Regions from separate parts of the Oryctolagus cuniculus genome. Here region 2 is linked to region 1. A link is a contact called in public Micro-C data. All regions are on one chromosome and are shown on one strand. The core of a region is the stretch at or near the end of the contact, and the rest is flanking DNA. Distances in the headings are between cores, read along the strand shown. Region 1 holds the start of TIMM10 (translocase of inner mitochondrial membrane 10). Region 2 holds the start of P2RX3 (purinergic receptor P2X 3).

Region 1 (3,265 bases), core at 508-3,007:
ACTTAAAAAAAAAACAAAAAACAAAAAACAACGAAGTGGGGAGATGTCTGGCACAGTGGTTAAGACACCCACATCCTATACCGGCAGGCCTGTGTGGAGTCCCAGCTCTCTCCAGATTCCAGCCCCCTGCTAACGTACACCTTGGGAGGCAGCAGGTGCTGGCTTAAGGAGTTGAGTCCCTGCCGTCTACACAGGCGGCATGGATTGAGTTCCTGGCTCTGGGCTTTGGCCTGCTGCACGCACCTGGGGAGCAGATAGGAGACCTATTCCTCTCTCTGCCTTTCAAGTAAATAAATGCCCAACCGTTCTGGTAACAGGTCAGCATGAGTGTCAGCCAAGGGGTCCACGTCGGGAGGATGAGCAGGGGCTTTGGGCTGCTCTACGCTAACAAAAGCTTTGTTAGACCTTACCTGTTGTACATATCAGCCATCATCTCCACCTCCAGTTCCGCAGCCAGCTGTTGGGCCCTGAGCGGATCCATCTCAGCGCAGCCGGTGAAGAGGCTCTCCTCCGGCCTCCTGGCCCAGGGACAGACAGCACCGTCAGCCTCCCACCCCAGGGCCTGGGGAGCGCGAAGGAACCACAGAACATCACAACGGCAGTGCGTTTGACCGTGCCGTCTCACGGATGTGGACACGGGTCTAAAAGGAAACACGGTCTACCCCAAGGTTACACAGGGCGCCAATGGCGGGCCTGGAAACTGAACCCCAGACACCTGATGTCCCAGTGCTTCCAGGTCACCTCGGTCCAGGAAAAGATCAAGAAATGGACAGAACACGAAACCGCGGGCCTGACCCTCCGAGACCCTGGGAACTCGATCAAACGCGGAACCGACCTGCCCAGGACACACCCCAAAGCCTGTTTCTCTGAAATGGCGACATCAGGGTCACCCAGAAGTCAGAGATCCCGGCTCACTCACCACGGCCTGGGGCGAGCCACAAAGTACACGGCGTCCCCAACTTCGGGCAAATACTAGACACTTACCCAGTGCTCCGGGGAACTAAAGCGGAAGCACGTGGGCCACTTCCGGGAGTGAAGTCCCACCTCTTCGAACCGGAAGGAAACCCCAACAAGGGGTGCCGGGAAATCGGCTACCATAGAGAGGGAGCAACGGCCCGGCCGGACGGGAAAGCGGCTTTCAAATGCTAGAGAGGACGTCAAAGTACCATAGAGGCTTGGGTGGGGTGCAGAGCGGTTGCACCCCGCTGAGAGCCCCAGTCTAGTCCTTCCGGTTGTCTCGGAGAGGTTTATTTGGGTAGGAAGGGCGTGAGGACCGAGGTCGGTGAACTTCACCCGTCAGATGCCGGAGCCCAGCTCTTGCGTGCAGAAGGAAGAACGCCCCCAAATGGCGGTTCTCAGCTTTCGTCGCACATTAAAACCACCTGGAAGGAAAAAAAAAAAAAGCTGCCGACGCCCGGGCGGCTTCACCTAATGCCAATTAAGTCAGAGTTTCTAGTAGTAGGACCCAGGCATGGGTAAAACTTTTAACTTTGAGAACCAGTGCTTCATGGACGTTGTGTGTAGGTCGTGAAGCCGCCCGTGGGGCTGCAGATTTCAGTCCTTGCTCGTCGAAAGCTTACCCGTGCAGAACGTTTTAGCCGACATCTAAGAGACGCCCCGAGCCGTGAAGAGACGAATTGGAGCAATTTCGGCTACCACGGAGCTAACAGTGCGCGTGGTCTAGGAGACAGCGCGAACCGGTGACCTCTTGTCTTGCAGAACTTACTGTGCTTACTGATGTGCACCGCACACCCCCCCCCCCAACCACACAGATACTTAAAAAGGAAAATGCAATTAAAATATGTTTATTCTGTTGAAAAAAAAAAAGAAATCTGTGCATAATTTTCCTAGAATGCACATTTCTTTTTTTTTTTTTTAAGTTTTTATTTTTTGACAGGCAGAGTGGACAGTGAGAGAGGGAGACAGAGAGAAAGGTCTTCCTTTTGCCGTTGGTTCACCCTCCAATGGCCGCCGCGGCCGGCGCACTGCGGCCAGAATACACATTTTTTATGAACTTTTTGCACACCCCTTGTATGGATCAGTTTAAAAAAATTTTTGCACCAAAATAAACTAAATTCAATTTCTCGTGATTTCTTTGAAGAACGCTTGTAACTTTTTTTTTCCAGATTTATTATTTATTTGAAAGGCAGAGGTAGAAGGGGGGAGAGAAAGAGATCTTCCATCTACTGGTTCACTTCCCCAAGGTACCAACAGCCAGGCCTGGGCCAGGCAGGAGCTGGGAGCCAGGGGACAGGAACTTCTTCCAGGTCTTCCATGTGGGTTCAGGGGCCCAAGTACTTGGGCCATCCTCCACTGCTTTCCCAGGTGCACTAGCAGGGAGCTGAATCGCAAGTGGAAGAGCCGGGACTCCAACTGGCTCCCGTATGGGATGCCAACACTGCAGGCAGAGGCTTAACCTGCTATGGTAGCCACAGTACCAACCCTCCACCTTGTAACACTTAATTCTCTGATTTTCCACACAATTCCTGGTAAACTAGACTTACAAGATGTAAATTAGTGATGCATGGGCCAGCACCGTGGTGCAGCAGGTTAAGCCACCACATGCAGTTCCAGTTCTTGTGTCCCTCCTGCTCCGCTTCCCATCCAGCTCCCTGTCTGGGAAAGCAGCCAAAGATGGCCTGAGTCTTTGGGCCCCTGCCACCCATGTGGGAGACCCGAAGAAGCTGGTGGCTCCTATCTTCCTGGCAGCCATTTGGGGAGTAAACCAACAGATGGAGAAGTATCCCTCTGTCCTTCTCGCTCTTTGTTACTCTGCCTTTCAAATAAATAAATAATAACAAACAGGGCACAGTGTCTGTTGGAGAAGGTGGCCTGGCTATTTTATATGTGGTCATTGTACTAGTGTATTTCGGTATTGTCCAAGACAATAGAAGACTCATTTTTAGTAAACATTAGGTCTTGATTTATTTAAAAAAGATTTATTTATTTATTTGAAAGCAGAGTTACAGAGAAAGAGGCAGAGAAAGAAAAATCTTTTACCTTCTGGTTCAGTCCCCAAATGGCTGCAATAGCAAGGGCCAGGCCAGGCCAAAGCCAGGAACTTCATTCAGGTCTCTTACGTGAGTTGAGGAGCCCAAGAATTTGGGCCATCCTCTCCTGCTTTTCCAAACACATTAGCAGGGAGCTGGATCTAAAGCGTAGCAACCGGGACTCGAACTGGCACCCATATGGGATGCCAGCACTGCAGGTGGTGGTTTCACCCATTATGCCACAGTCCCAGCCCCATGGGTCCCGATTTTTTTTT
Region 2 (3,031 bases), core at 360-2,859, 180 kb before region 1:
CTTCCTTTTCCCAGTAGAAACGTCACCAGGACAAGCTCTCGTTCATGTACATCAACTTTAGCTCGCTCCCTCCTTCCATCTCTATTAAAAACGCAAGCCCTTCTCACCATGGAGCCTTTCACCTCCTGATAGACATCGTTGAACTCCAGTGTCTCTGCCATGTTGACCTGCCCCTGGTGGCCTGGGCAGAGCCCTAGGCCTCACAAGGGAAACCGAATACACTGGGCGCTGGGCCCCAAGTCCTGGGTGAGTGTGCAGATGGTCAGCAGGTTGGGAATCTGAATTCAAGAGAGAGTCATGAAACGCAGCGCCGCGCTCTGCTCACGGATGGAGCCAGGTGGCCGCCCCTGGGGGTTCACAGACTCTCCTCTGCCCGGGAACCAACAGGCCGGCTGTGCCGTGCTCCGGGGGTCAGCCCCGGTAATCCCAGGCCCGCAGAACCACCCCAAGCCAACACCCTCTCTGCGCGCCACACCGGGAGCCATGGTAACGAGCAGCGGAACCCCAAGGCCTGCCCGCAGCGTGCACATCTCCCGCGCCCCAACCCAGCTCAGAGCGCTAGGTTCCATCCTGGCCCTCATGGTTCTCCCCTCCTGCTAAAATGGATTCGCCCGCTGCCTGCAGATTCGAACGCGGAACGGCCCATTCGGAGCGTCCCGCGGGGGAGCGGGGCCCAGGGACGACGACCACCCACCTCCTCAAGCTGCAGCCTCGCGACGGGCCGGGCGCGGGCGGTGGGCGCTTCGGGGGATGCGGGGGAGGGGGGCGGGGACGCGGGGAACGGGAGTTAGCTGGGGAAGCTTTTCCCGCGTGCGCGGCCCCGCGTCCCGCCACCGGAAGCCGCGCACTGACCATCGAGAGGATGAGCTGGCTAGAGAGACGCCAACCAGGCCCGCCGCAGAGACAGTCGCCTAGAGCGACGGCGACGCTGGAGGACCCGAGGCCGGGGCGGTAGCGGTGAAGTCCGACTGACTAGAAAATGAAGGCTCATCGGGCTTCTTAGAACGTTGCGGACACGTCAAGCGGAGACTGGATCCTAAAGGGAAATCGTGTACCGTGGCTTTATTTTTGTCAGATTTCGGAGGTTGGGGGGTTAATTTCTGTAGGGGTTAATTTCTAGGGGTAGAAAGGAAGCTGTGGAACACGAAGAAAAATACCTCAGAGTTGCGGAGAGAAACGCGTGCGGGCGTTCGTGTCCTTTGTGGCAGGCCTGCTGGCCGGCTGCCCCCTGCTAAGTGGGATTGATCCTTTCTGAAATGAGTTCACCGTCTACACCCAAATTCTGCACCTCTGTAACCGCAGTGGCGCTGGTAGTGACTGGCAAATGGCAGGATCGAGTTCGAGCGCTGGTGTCGGGTTCACCTTAGAGCCAGAACTGATTGGAAACCACATGAGCTCATCTTGGAAGAGGTGCACCTTGCAAAATCAGAGCCGGCCTGAGCTGGGAGAGAGGTTTGGAGTTTATCTCCTCCAGCCTCCTGCGGAGAGCAGTTGCCCAGCGGCTCTGGGAGTCGGCCACCCAGGTGGAGACAGGAAGCCGCCTCGGACTCCGGTCCCGTTCTCTTCTGCTGTAACCACAGTGGTTTTACGTCCCGAGCCACTGAGCCCATGTGTCCTGCAGAAAAGCATTCGTTACACGGGATATTTAAACTCAAGATTTCCCTGACGCTGGTTACACCAGCTTGCTAACTCAGTCCTGGGATAAGAGACAACACACCGTTGCCCCCACCACCACCCCAAAATCATGGCTTTTAACCTCTGGGTAGTGGCTATTCTAACATTATCTGAATATAAATTCAGTGTACCGGGGGCTGTAATTAATCCAACACACTTCTAGGATTTCAGTGAACAAGCTGAAAACAACTCCAGCCTTCCAGGGAAGCATAATCCAACAAATGACCTGAGAGTGTGTATATCCATATAACTGCTATATATATATATATATATATATATATATATATGTATGTATATGTATATATAACTGCTGTATAAGTTTTATATATATATGTATATATAACTGCTATGCTACAGGTAGAGCTTTAGCTGTGATCAACTGCAGTTTAAAAATATGTGACTCTATGCTATTTACTCCCTCCCAAGAGATCCAGGAAAATATTGAAGACACACCCTCCCCCCCAACTCATGCTGTTGGAGGCAACTCAGGGAGGGAGGGGGTGGCTGCAGAATTGGGTGGAACGAGACAGGCACTCACAGATGAAAGGGGCTACCCAGTTCAGGCGGATTATTAGGTGGCTGGGGGATGGGGCATTTGCAAGGGGCTTTAGGGAGAGCTCACAGCAGCTGGTGAGCTGGGATGAGGATGCAACAGAAGAGATCGGAACAGAAGCGATAGACAGAGTGCAGATAAAACACGAGTCCCAGAGGGCCCTAGCCAGCTGCATCCCAGGCAATCAGGAGCCCAGGCTTGGAGACCCCACCCCTGCCGTGACATCACAGGAGAGTGGGGTGGAGACAAATAAAAAGGGGGTCCCCCGCCCTGGCCCTGGACTCTTGGCAGCCAGAGTGTCAAGAGCAGAGAGAGCCTGGGCACTGGGCTGGGGTTGTCTGGCTTAAAGGAACAGGTTTCCCATTCCTGGAGCCCCTCTGAGCTACCTGCTCCAGGCTTCCTGGCCCCGAGGACCTGTCTTTCCTGAGCTGCCATTGGGCCCCTTCCCAGGGGCCCCTGAGCTCTCTGGCAGCATGAACTGTGTATCAGACTTCTTCACCTATGAGACCACCAAGTCGGTGGTTGTGAAGAGCTGGACCATCGGGATCATCAACCGAGCCGTGCAGCTTCTGATCATCTCCTACTTCGTGGGGTGAGTCTGTGACCCTGTCCTGGTGTCCTGCCCTCCCTCCATCCCACAGGGCTGCTCTTCAGGTTTACGGGCTTTGCCTTTTGGGGGAAACATTTTGCACTGTGCAGCCACTTCCTACAGACTAGCGTCAGCCCCACGCACTGGGATCTGGCCCCCAGGTGAATACTTTTCCCCAGTAAGTCCTCCAGAGTTGGAGAATGACTTCTAGATCC

What was found. A called contact is a pair of places that touch in the nucleus more often than the background predicts.
Region 2: a contact with region 1 is called in a Micro-C map of ear pinna, with 5 times the contacts expected there. The contact joins the promoter of P2RX3 here to the promoter of TIMM10 in region 1. A contact is called at or near these places in 2 of 6 Hi-C or Micro-C datasets (ear pinna and an unstated tissue).

The regions. Positions count from the first base shown.
Region 1 is chr1:14,597,734-14,600,998 of mOryCun1.1, reverse strand. It overlaps TIMM10 (translocase of inner mitochondrial membrane 10), which reads right to left and starts at 1,757. Exons shown (of 4, transcript XM_008271405.4): 1 at 1,581-1,757; 2 at 985-1,382; 3 at 411-518. The coding sequence starts at 481.
Region 2 is chr1:14,782,710-14,785,740 of mOryCun1.1, reverse strand. It overlaps P2RX3 (purinergic receptor P2X 3), which reads left to right and starts at 1,609. Exons shown (of 12, transcript XM_051854032.2): 1 at 1,609-2,819. The coding sequence starts at 2,701. SSRP1 (structure specific recognition protein 1) reads right to left here and starts at 249. Exons shown (of 16, transcript XM_070070311.1): 1 at 108-249. The coding sequence starts at 161.